2 separate regions of the Mus musculus genome follow, and region 1 is linked to region 2. A link is a contact called in public promoter capture Hi-C data. All regions are on one chromosome and are shown on one strand. Each heading gives the region's core, a stretch centred on a gene start, on an enhancer-like site or on the middle of the called end of the contact. The rest is flanking DNA. Distances are from core to core; before and after follow the strand shown. Region 1 holds the start of Proser3 (proline and serine rich 3). Region 2 holds the start of Zfp82 (zinc finger protein 82).

Region 1 (6,933 bases), core at 3,783-6,282, 480 kb after region 2:
TTCTGACCAGGTCAGCCTGGTCTACAGAGTTAGTTCCAGGACAGCCAAGGCTACACAGAGAAACCCTGTCTCAAAAAAACAACAAAAAAAAAAATAAATAAAAATTATTTATTCATGTTTGGAAATGATGAAACTTGAACTCAGTGCCTCCTTGCGTATACCAGTATATCAGTTAAATGCTATACTGCCTGGTCACAAATTTTTAGCCAGGTACATAACTATTTTTTTTTTTTTAGAGATCTGTTTATGTGTGTGCCTGTATATATGTGTATGCACCACATATCTACATATGCATACAGGTTGCCCACATAGACCAGAAGAAGGTGTCTGATCCCCGAAAACTAAAGTTATAGACTTATAAACCACTATGTTGGTGCTATGGACTACATTTGTCATATAACTTGTGAATACATAATTAGATTTATTTTCAAGATAGGGTTTCTGTGTGTAGCCCTGGCTGTCCTGGAACTTGCTCTATAGATCAGGCTGGCTTTGAACTCAGAGATCCGCCTGCCTTTTCATGAGCCACCACTGCTACGCCACAATTAGATTTTTAAAAATTATTTATTATGGTTGTATGTGTGTTTCTGCGCACTGCATACTTGCTGTGTACAGGGATAGCACACGCATCACAGCCTGTGTGTGCAGACAGAAGACAACTTTGTGGAGTTAGTTCTCCCTGTCCGTGCTCACGTGGAGGTCTAGGGATCAAAAGGAGGTTGCCAGGCTTTTGTGGCAAGGGCTTTGACCCACTGAGCCATCTTGCTGGACCCTGGTTTTTTATTTGTGTGTTTTCCACAAGGGATCATTTAGCTTAGGCTGGTCTTGAATTCACTATGTAGCTGAAAGTGCCCTTGAACTTCTGATCCTCCTTCTTCCGCCTTCTCAATGCTGAGACTACAGGCAGACATCACTATGCCTGCTTTTATGTGGCTTTGGGGATCAAGCCAAGGCACTGTGTATGCCAGACAGGCACTCTAACAGCTGAACTACATTGCCAGCCCAAATGATTCTTGACCAACAAAGAATAAGGAAGAATGATTCTGGAAGAGTAGTGTCACTGAGAACCATTTTTGGCCCATGAGGGAAAGGACAACAGCCTAGACATAGGACAACAATAAGACAGACAGAACCTAGGATCCTAACACCTTACACTGGGGCTGCTGGGTCAGCTCTGGTTTCTTTTGTAACAGTGAAACAGAAATAAATGTTATCTTGGTTAGGCCATAATTATCTTAGGACCTTTGTTACAGAATCTTTTATTTCTCTATCTTTCAAATTCAAGTACTTACTCTAAAATGAGTGGGTTTTGGTCTTAGTTTGTTTGTTTGATTGATTGGTTGGTTTTTTGAGACAGGGTTTCTTTGTGTGGTCCTGGCTGTCCTGGAACTCACTCTGTAAATCAGGCTGTCCTCAAACTCAGACATCCTCCTGCCTCAGCCTCCTAAGTGCTAGGATTAAAGACATGCACCACCACCACCACCTGGCAACAGGTGCTCTTATAGTTCACTGTATGGAGGAACTGAGATTTCAAAACAACTCCAATGTTTGTGTGTGATTAATATTCCCAGTTGAAGGAAACTGAGACCAAAGCAATATAGGGAGTAAGTTAACAAGCAGGATTTGAACCCAGGCTCTACAGCCCTCAATACTACAGATGAAATGCCTGGTCCTAAAAAAGTACTGCATAAACAGCTCTGTCTCTGATAGTTATTATGGGATGCCTTCTTCCTCTCTTCCCCCGCCCCCCAGGAATTCTGGTACTCACTTGGCTACTATTGAGTCCTCGTTGTCAATTAAGTTGCAGGGTGGAGAGGTACTTTGTCCCTCAGTGGTACTGGCTGGGGAAGGGGTCCATGAACTAGATGGCCAGGACTCCTCAGACAGCTCATCGGAACTGGCTGCTGTGGCCTTGGGAGCTTGTGGCCTTTGAGACCTGGATGGACCCGGGATTTAAATAGGGAGAAAACATAAGAAGTAAAGATCAGATCAGAAAGGTGACCTCATAGGGGAATGAACACACATAGAGGGTGTCAGAAAGAGGAAACATCCCACACTGTTACCATCGGGAGGTTCAGTTAACTACCTAAGTGGGGCTGTGGTCAGGGATCCAGGTGCTAGAGAGCTAGAAATGCGTAGACCACCAGCACTGGGGTAAGGGGTTTCTCTTAATCTCTCACTGCATGCCTTCCTTCCCTCTAGTGGTCACTGACAGCTACCAGTCTGAGGCACAGAACTTTACCTAAAAAGTGTCCTCACGCCAGGGCTACACAGAGAAACCCTGTCTCGAAAAAACAAACAAACAAAACAAACAAACAAAAAAAGTGTCCTCACCTTGTGGCTCCAGTTCTGGTTTCTTGATGGCCCAAAGGGTTGTCCACCTTGGGGAACATTTCCAAAGGGGTTGTCTTGGGAGGTGAAAACTAACAGGCTATGAAAGAAGCAGAGCATAGTAAGAGGAGGACAGAAGCTGACAATTCCTATAGATTACTGGAAGAAATGTCTTGCGCATGCTCGACTGGCCAGGAAGAACGACGCTGCAACAGGATCCTTCTGCACACGTTTATTGGGAGAGCTTGACTGTAGAGGCGAAAAGACCCCGAGCCCAGAACTGGTGCTGCTTATATAGGCCTAGGAGAGGCGTGTCTCACATCTGATTGGTTAACTTGTCTCTCATCTGGGCAAAAGAACCTTCACTGCCTGTGTATGTGTGGTGGCCAGCAGTAGCCAACTACCACTCTGCAACTGCCACTCTGCAACGGCTTCCCACAGAAATGGACTACAATCCCCATGAATCATCACAACTCCCATAATTCCCATGAGCTCTAAGTCCCATGATAGAGACATAGAAGAACCTAGAAACTAGTAGTTGGTAGTTCTCAACTCTGGTAGCCTAGTAGGAGCTTTATTTTTGAGATAGGGTCTTACTCTGTAGCCATGATTAGCCTTGCACTTGAGGTGATCCTCCTGCCTCAACTTCTTGAGTGCTAGGACTTTAAAAATTACAGACTAATGCCAAATGTGTAATGTTCATCTGTCGTCCCAGCACTCAAGAGGCTCTGGCAGAAGGATCCAAAGTTCCAAAGCAAAGGCTGAGGAGATGGCTCAGTGAATACGATGCTTGCTCCCCGAACATGGGGACCTGAGTTCAAATCCATAGAATCCATGGAAAGCCAGATGTGGTAGCACAATCTGCAATCCGAGTACTTCTATACAGAGGTGGGAGGTGGATACGGGAGAGTCCCCTAAAACTTTTCAAGTCAGCGAGCCTCAGAGGTGAACATCAAAGAGAAGACCCTGGCTCAACATGGTGAAAGATGAGAACAGACGCCTGAGCCTGTCTGATTTCCACAGGGTGCACACACACACACACACACACACACACACACACTCTCTCTCACACTCACACACACACAGAAACAAGTGCACTCATACGCAAAGGCTGCATAGAGAACTCTTGTCTCAAAACAAGAATAACATTTTACCTGTTGCCTGCCTGTGGATCCTGTTCCTCTAACTGGACTGCCTTGCCTGGCCTCAGTGGGAGAGGATGTGCCTGGTCCTGCAGAGGATGTGTGAGAGTGGGTTGGTACCCATGCACACCCCCAGAGGATGAGTGAGAGTGGGTTCCCACTCCAGGCTAACAGAATCAGACTATCAGGAAACAGGCTAGACACTGCAACTTCTTCACACTATTCAGGCAATTAAAAAAAGATTTATTTATTTTTATTTTGTATGCATGGGTAGTATTATGCCTGCATGTGCCTGTGCACATTTATGTATGTGCAATGCCCTTGAAGACCCTGGAATGAATGTGAGTAGCCATGTGATGCTGAGAACTGAACCTGGGACCTCTGGAAGACCAGCCCCTGCTCCCAACCAATGAGCCCTTTTTCCAGCCCCATTCAGGAAAAACCTGGTCTGTTGCATAGTTCTGTTTTGTTTTTAACTGACACTAATTGTACAAGTTTATGCGGCACAGTATGATATTTCAATACGTGTATACAATATGTTACAGTCAAATCAAGGTAACTAATTTCTACCTCTTTAAACATGTTCCAAGAAGCCCATTTCATGAAGCTCCAATTAATTCCACGAGGAAAAAAAAAAAAAACCCAAGTAATGTAGCCAAGAATGGTGGTGGATGCCTTTAATCCCAGAACCCAGGAGGAAGAGGCAGGAGTTTAAGGCCAGCCTGGTCTACAAAGTGAGTTCCAAGACAGGGCTGTGCAGGGAAACCCTGTCTTAAACAACAACAACAATACAAATCATTTTAAAAAGCACCCATATGGGCTGGACAGATGGCTCGGTGGTTAAGAGCACTGGCTGCTCTACCAGAGGTCCTGAGTTCAATTCCCAGCAACCACATGGTAGCTCACAATCATCTGTAATGTGGTCTGATGCCCTCTTCTGGCACACGGGAGTATATGCAGAGAGAGCACTCATATACCTAAAATAAATAATAAATCTTTTTTTTAAAAGCATACAAATGAAAAAAAGAATGAAAACAATAGGCAAAAACAAAACATTAACAAAGAGCCACGACGAAACCGTACACAATATGTTTCCGGTTAAACCTGTTAAGGGAAGGGGGAGGTGGTGGCATGACTCCCAAAGAGAAAGGGGCAGTAGAGACTACAATCCCCATGAATCACTGGGCTCCTCCTAAGTGAAAAAGTTCATAGACAACACCCCTAGATGTCTGGGGCAATTTGGAAACTAACGAACTAAATTTTCAAATTTCTTTTCGACTCTTCTTCGGCCCACCCTGCGGGAACAAAAGACATGAGACACTCAGAGATGTTGGAGGGCCCAAACTGTGTGGTATCTTGGGAGTTGTAGTTCTCCTGAGATTGGGCGGGAGACTTCAGGCTCACGTAAACCCGTGTTGCCTTCCCAGGCCTCCTGTGGTCTCTGAAAGAGGACCAACCTCACCTGCAGTCAGTTTGTCGGCATTTACCGCAGCCTTAGCGCCAGCGGAGCTTCTTCGCGGAACAACCCTGCGCCTACTCTCCTCGCTAAGCAACGCCGTCAGCCCCGCCCCTTTCTGGCTGTGCAGAGTAGGAGCGCGGCCTCCAAAGCGACCAATGATAGACTAGAAAATAAAAGTAACTGGAAAGCGGCCGAGGGGCGTTCTCTCTTGACGAACTGGGAGAGCGTGTGTTTGATTGGAGCGTGCAGCAGTAATTGGCAAGACTTCAGACCAATAGTAAGGATCAAAGGCCGGGCTGACGCTTGAAGAGCGCTAAGAGTCCTGCCTTTTACTCAGTCCTTATTTCTAACCGCCAGGATACCTGTTGGAGCGAAGGCCTGACTCCAGCCTAGCTACTATTGCAGGGCTAACCCGAGACGTCTGTCTTTACTTTGACTGCTATCCCGTCCTGATGGTCACCTTAACCACTTTCCTCTTGAGCAGCTGGCCGTACTCCTTGCCAGGCCCGGGCTCCTGGCCCAGGTAGTGGGATCAAAACGAGCTATTTCGGGCCCCGGCGCGCAGCCCCCGGGGGCCAACCTGGAGTGTTCATGCTCATGCCCCCTGGCCGCTGAGCACCCCAGGCTGAGTCAGAGGCACAGAATTAGGCCCGACCTACTCTGGGGTAGGGTCTGTTCTGTGTCCTCCTGACTGCCTGGCATGGGTGCAGCATTCTCCAGGAGTCTGTTACTAAGACTGATGCGTCATCCTCAGAGCTGCCAGCCTGGCGGAGATGGATTAAGAGGACTGAGAACTCTTTGGGGGACTAATCGGGACCCAGGGTCCCAACTGCCACAATGATTGCCACACCTATAAGGGTCTGCCTCCTAGACTTTTAGCTTCCCCTTACAGAAATGGAAAAAGGCTTAATGACATTTCCCTGGTGTCCTTTTCCGGGCATCCAGCAGGCGTTTAATAACTGGCCAAGTAATTATTGAAGTTTCTAAATAAGGAATACTAATGCCTGAGTTTGGCCTCAATCCCAGTGTCCCTGAGAGGCCCGCCGCAGGGGCGGCACAGGGCACAGTATAAATCGGAGCCAGCGTGCGTTTGGGCACTGCGGGGCCCAGGGTGGCAGCGTAGGAACAGGATGGAGATCCCCGTGCCTGTGCAGCCTTCTTGGCTGCGCCGTGCTTCAGCTCCTTTACCAGGTTTCTCTGCTCCGGGACGCCTCTTTGACCAGCGTTTCGGCGAAGGGCTGCTTGAGGCAGAGCTGGCTTCACTGTGCCCTGCTGCGATCGCCCCCTACTATCTGCGCGCCCCCAGTGTGGCGTTACCCACAGCCCAGGTGCCAGGCCTAGGGAGAGGGCCAATCCAACTACTAACAAGACTGGGGGCCAGGAGGGGGGTCTAACCCCGGGCCGGGGGTGCGGGAATGTCTGTTGATTTTTAACTTAGAGGAGAATGTCACCCCTCAGTGGGGCCATTGGGTGTCCCTTGAGTGCGGTATTCTGAGCCCCTCCCCCCCCCCCCCCCCGTTACTGATCTTCTGAGGGGGTGAAGGGTGGGGCAAGTGAGCCGGGAATCTGGGGGAAAGGACAAGTGAGTCCCGACGGGCTGTAATGTTCCTAGGGTTGCATATGGTGATGCTGCATCTTCAAGAGGGATCCTGTGATTTGATGAAGGGGGTCTTGGGCACTCTAAACGAGGGGAAAGTACCCGTAAAGGGCACAGGAGGTCCCATGACCTAAGTAAGAACTCTGGCGATGGGGAAGTGGCATCTTGGTTGCTAGCATGGTGGGGTCTCGTAGCAGAAATGGTGACTGTGGAGTCAAGGACATGGGGTGGGGGGTTATAGGGTAGATATCTAACTTGGTTACCACAAAGAGGTGGACCCAGTATTTGAAGGGGAGGGGGGCCAGTTATTATGAGGCTGAGGTTCTGGTGACTTAGAGGGGACAGTCTACACAAGTCCTCGGCAGCAGCACTGTAACCTATGTATCATAGAGAGTGCTGGGTCC
Region 2 (5,985 bases), core at 3,310-5,809:
TTCACCAGACTTACTGAGAGAAAGTCCCAAGAGCCAGGGCTGGCAGCCACGACCACTGGGAATCTGTTTCTCAGCGTCTCCACAGCCAAGCGGACTTATAAACTGCCCTGATCCTCCTGCCTCCACCTGCAGATATTACAGGCATGCACAACTGTTCCTAATTTTGATGAGTGTTTTATATCTTATATTGTATCGTCAGGGTTGCTATTTAGTATATTTATGCCGCTGATCAGAAAACCCACAATAAAAGAAATTAAATCAAAGTGTCGACACTGGGAGTTCGGAAGTATCATAGCTATATGTGGAAGCCTTAATCCCCTGACACAGCCAGCTCTCAATGAGGCCTAGCCCCAGCTTGCGAACCCCAGAGTCCCTGCTCCAATTACAGAGCCTTCACCTTCATGAATCACTGGAAAACAGAAAAGATATCAAACTACCAGGATATAAAATCTCACTTCAAGAGTATCAATGCTCACATTATCAAGAATATGAGGAAATGGACATTCTAGCCCCTATGCCATGGATCCAATTTAAAAGTACCCACAAGTAGCATTTAATCCAGGCAAACTGTATGACTCAGAAATTCTACTCTAGGGACTAAAGAAAATAATTATATATATGCTCATTGTGATGGATGGTATATGGTTGGCCCAGGGAGTGGGACTATTTGGAGGTGTGGCCTTATTGGAGTAGGTGTGTCACTGTGGGCATGGACTTTAAGATCCTTTTCCTAGCTGCCTGGAAGCCAGTCTTCTAGCAGCCTCCAGATGAAGATGTAGAACTTCAACATCTTCCAGAATGGCCCTTCCTTCACCATGCCTGCCTGGATGCTGCCATGTCCCTGCCTTGATGATAATGGACTGAATCTCTGAACCTGTAAGCCAGCCCCAATTAAATGCTGTCCCTCTAAGAGTTGCTTTGGGGGTCTGGAGAGATGGCTCAGCAGTTAGGAGCACTGACTGCTCTTCCAGAGGTCCTGAGTTCAATTCCCAGCAACCACATGGTGGCTCACAACCATCCGTAATGAGATCTGATGTCCTCTTCTGGTGTGTCTGAAGACAGCTACAGTGTACTTACATATAATAAATAAATATTTGGGCCAGAGTGAGAAGAAAGAAATAAGAGTTGCCTTGGTCATGGTAACTGTTCTAGCAGTAAAACCCTAACTATGACACTCATCAAAGATGCACATCAAAGTATGCTGACAGGGCTGGAGGGGTGGCTCGGCTAGTAAAGATACTTCCTCGCAAGACTGATGACCTGGGTTCATCCCTAGAGCCCACATGGAAGAAGAGAATGAGTCCCACAAATTGTACATGCAATCTGTGGGAGGGACACATTAACAAACACACACCTATAAATAAATACCTACATATACATACATACATACATGCACACACACACACAAGCAAGCAGGCAAGGGGGTACACTGAAAGACATTGTCCATAACAGAAAAAAACTTGTAAAAAACAGATATCCTTCAATAGGAAAGAGACTAAGTAATACAGCATCAACAGGGATCCCATCACAGATGGTGTGAGCCACCGTTGCAGGGAATTGAACTCAGGACCTCTGGAAGAGCAGTCAGTGGGCTTAACCATTGAGTCATCTCTCCAGCTCGTGACACATATCTTTAAGTGTCAAGATAGAACTGTGTTTGCTTCATACTGCTAAGTTACAAATTCAGGTAACTACACGTTGGACTGTCACTCGGTACTTACCTGTATTATTGCGTGTATATGAATGTGGTGTGTGGCTACACAGATGCCACAGCACACATGTGGAAATAGGAGGAAAACTCGCAGGAGTCGCTGGATCAAACTCAAGCTCTCAGGCTGGACAGCAAGCTCCTCCACCCACTGAGCCATTTACCTGGCCATCATTCCTTAACAAAAACAAGCAAACCAAAAATAAAACCTGGGAATGAGGACTAAAGAAATGGCTCAACAGTTAAGAGTATATATGGCAGCCAGGAGGTGGTGGCATACACCTCTAAGCCAGCACTCAGGAGGCAGGGGCAGATGGATCTCTGAGATAGAATTATAGAGCAGGATAGTCTGGTCTACAAAGTGAATTCCAGGACAGCCAGGGCTACACAGAGAAACTGTATCAAAAAAATAAAACAAGGGGGCTGGAGAGATGGCTCAGCTGTTAAGAGCACTTACTGCTCTTCCAGAGGTCCTGGGTTCAATTCCCAGTAAGTACATGAGGGCTCACAAACATCTGTAACGGGATCTGATACCCTTTTCTGGTGTGTCTGAACACAGCAACTGTTCTTACATACATAAAATAAATAAATCTTTAAAAAAATAACAAAACAAACAAAAACGAGTGTATAGTGCTCTTATAGAGGATCCCAGTTCAATTCCCAGCACCTATCTGAAAGTGGCTCATAACTACGCTAAACTTCAGTCCAGGAGGATCCCATCCCTGCCTCTGGTCTCTGGGCACCAGAACTTACATGTACATACATGTAAGTAAATAAATGATAAAAGATGTACAGAGAATCCTTTATAAAAATAGGAAGGGAGGGGGGTGGCTCACGATCTGCAAAGCAATCTCATGCCGTCTTCTGGCACATAGGTGTATAGTCAGACAGAGCATTCACATACATTAAATAAATATTCTTTTAAAGATTTATTTATTATATATACAGTGTTCCACCTGAATGTATGCCTGCAGGCTAGAAGAGTGCACCACATCTCACTGTAGATGTCTTCAGACACACCAGAAGAGGATGTCGGATCCCATTACAGATGGTTGTAAGCCACCATGTGGGTGCTGGGAATTGAACTCAGGACCTCTGGGAGAGCAGCCAGTGCTCTTAAGCACTGAGCCATCTCTCCAGCCCAATAAATAAATCTAAAAGGAAAGGAAAGGATGTGGGACACTAGGAGGAAGAGAGGATTCAGGGAAATAGTGAGAGAATAAAAGGTGGCACAGAGAGAGGCTCTGAGAGAGACACTGGGAGAGACATTAAAGAAGAAGCAGGTCGACACTGAGGAAAGGTAAACTAACCAATTAGTAGACATAGAATAGTTTGAATGGGTTAAATAAACTACAAGCTAGTCTTGAAGCAAGGCATTTAATAATACATAATTAGTCCCAGAGTTGTCATTTTGGGAGCAGAGGCTGGAAGGATAAACGGATTTTTTTTAAAGACTTTTTTATGTATGTGAGTGCACTATAGCTGTCTTCAGACACACCAGAAGAAGGCATTAGATCCCATTACAGATGGTTGTGAGCCACCATGTGGTGGCTGGGAATTGAACTCAGGACCTCTGGAAGAGTGTTCTTAACCGCTGAGCCATCTTTCCAGCCCCCCCCTTTTTTTTTTTACAAAAATAAATCTTAAAAATAAATGTACATCACAATTAAGTAGATACCCATACACACCACTCCCTTGGTGTTGGAATCACCCCTAATCACCACATTAACAAACAGCTGCTGTTTACTAAGCATTTGGTATTTATGAATATCAGCAACTGTTCTAAGAGCTCTACAGCATAGTATTAAAAATAAAACCCAGCTATAAAAATAAAGCCCGATCTCCTTGGAGGGAGGGTTGTCGTCCTGTCCCCCCCCCCCAAAAAAAAAAACACTGAAAAGCGGATACGTATGTACGTACAGGCACTGGGTGGTGTAAGGAGTCAGGCTCTGTTTCTAAGAACCAGACATTTAAAAATAACAAATGTTCTGATCCACTAAAAAATTAAAGTGCCTTTCACAGATCCAAGAGGTAAGATTGACCCCCCCTGACCTTACCTTTTAAACAGGCAACAGCGATTTATCCCTCCCCTTCCTGTGAGCACTTAAAGGCAGGCTGGAGTAGGAGCGAATGTTAACGTCCAAACTTTTCTCGGAGCCTTGTCCAGCCTAGTTAAATCAAAGCACAAGACACAACCAATCGGTCACCACCACCCATCACTCACACCCGGGAGCGAGTTCAGCTGTCCTGCCCTGGTACCTAAGAAAGGCCAGGGCGGCAGATGGCCAGGAAGTTTACAATAGCTCCCTAGGTGGATCGCACACAGCCTGTCCAGCGAGTGACTGTATCTGAGCACGTGTGGCGTGTTGGGGGTAACCCCAGGGAACCAGCCAAGGGTGTGTGTGTTGGGGATCGGGGACCATCTTTCAGACCCCTCTCAAGACCCGGAGCTCTTTGCTTTGTTTACTGGGAGTCTTGTGTGTTGCTCAGGTGAATGGCTGGGGAACCATTCCTCTTTGGGACTGATGTGGCTACACCGCAGCCGAGCCTGGGGCCAGAATCACACACACCAGGACCTCGGCAACCTCGCTCACACAACCGCTCTGCACCCCATTCACTCGCACAAATGCCATCACGCCGTGGCTTCCGGGCCGCACTCAGTCGCGGTGGCTGCCACCCCGACGCCCTGCCACGCCCAGCAGGCACAGCTCGCCACTGTGGTCCCCACGCAGCAAGCCGAGGCGCGGACCCAGTATGAGGGGCGCGGGGCCTCCCTGTCCCCGCCCTTACCCCCTGCTCCCTGCAGCACCTTCACTAAGTTCACGGAACTGGGACCCAGGCTCGGCTCAGTTGCCCCGCCCCACGCGCTGAGGTGACAGTGGCTGCATCTCCAGACCCCCGAGAGCCTACAGGGCGTTGCGCGGGGACTGCTGGGAGGGACAGCCGCACGCACCGCGTGCGCATGCGCCACACTCACTGTGTGCTCCGTTTGGGACCAGGACAGGGAGAGGAGCAGAACCTCAACTCTGATTAAGTATTTGAGGAAAATCGGATTTTCGTTTGGAGATTTGTGCATTTGATATAGTCATGTTTGTTGTGGAGGTGACTGCAAATGACTACGTCTTAGAATAAGATTTTAAAGGACATTCCTATCATGTAGTTTGCTTTTACCCAGGTTCTTAAGATTTTCTTCTTTCTTAACCAGGATTTTTTTTTTTTTTTTGGAGAGACAGGGTTTCTCTGTGTAGTCCTGGTTGTCCTGGAACTCACTCAGTAGACGAGGCTGGCCTTGAACTCAGAAATCCTCCTGCCTCTGCCTTCCAAATGCTGGGATTAAAGTGCTGGATCATCAACTTAAATACCTTTCGTTCCTATATTTTTAAATTGCCAGAAAATAAATAATAAAATGGTTGAGCTGGTATGTGCCTATATTCTTATCACTTTGAAGGCAGAAGAATCACTCAAAAGTTTGAGGCCAGCCTGAGTTACATAGTGAGTTCCAAGCCAGCCAGGGCTATATAAGACCTGGTCTCAAGTATATAAAGTAAACGTGATGGTTAAATTTCTGATTAATTGATCATCTATAATTATATTCTCTAATGCTACAGCTTGTGGAAAGTTAAGCCTTTCAGTAAATAGGGATAACAATGAATACTAAGCAGTGACTAACGAAGGCACAGCCCTACCCTGATAAAACAATGAGTCAGGTGGTAGAATCACTCCCACATGGAACATGCTATATAGCACATAAACATGATTAATTAAAAAAAAAAAAAAAAAAAACTCGGGGGCTGGTGAGATGGCTCAGTGGGTAAGAGCACCCGACTGCTCTTCCGAAGGTCCGAAGTTCAAATCCCAGCAACCACATGGTGGCTCACAACCATCTGTAATGATCGACTCCCTCTTCTGGAGTGTCTGAAGACAGCTCAGTGTACTTATATACAATAAAAATAAATAAATCTTTAAAATAAATAGATAAATAAATAATTCTTAAAAAAAAAAAAAAACTGATCTCAGGCAGAACTTGCCATCTCATGAAATAAACTACTGATTATGATTACTCTTGGGGAAAATAAGGTCAAAAGGTGTTGTTGTCTTATTTATGTTTAAATCTTCCATGAGAAAACACACCTGTTTTATTTCTAGTTTTAAAATTAATAACTTTCAAGCCAGAGAGATGGCGCAGTGGAGTTTGCTGTGCATTCTCTGGGAACCACATGGGAGAAGGAGAGAACCAATTTCCCCTGTGACCTCTACACCAGGGATGCTGTACAAAC

Evidence for each region. Capture Hi-C pulls out chosen DNA fragments and counts their contacts.
Region 1: a promoter capture Hi-C map of liver shows a contact between it and region 2. The contact joins the promoter of Proser3 here to the promoter of Zfp82 in region 2. A contact is called at or near these places in 1 of 39 promoter capture datasets (neural stem cells) and 1 of 9 other capture datasets (liver).

What each region holds. Positions count from the first base shown.
Region 1 is chr7:30,547,273-30,554,205 of GRCm38.p6, forward strand. Proser3 (proline and serine rich 3) reads right to left here and starts at 5,033. Exons shown (of 12, transcript NM_001382459.1): 1 at 4,936-5,033; 2 at 3,486-3,562; 3 at 2,335-2,431; 4 at 1,769-1,936. The coding sequence starts at 2,393. Hspb6 (heat shock protein, alpha-crystallin-related, B6) reads left to right here and starts at 6,029. Exons shown (of 3, transcript NM_001012401.3): 1 at 6,029-6,260. The coding sequence starts at 6,063. It overlaps Gm38670 (predicted gene, 38670), which reads left to right and starts at 5,556; the gene lies at 5,556-5,632.
Region 2 is chr7:30,068,264-30,074,248 of GRCm38.p6, forward strand. Zfp82 (zinc finger protein 82) reads right to left here and starts at 4,560. Exons shown (of 7, transcript NM_177889.5): 1 at 4,518-4,560; 2 at 3,766-3,876; 3 at 1,722-1,885.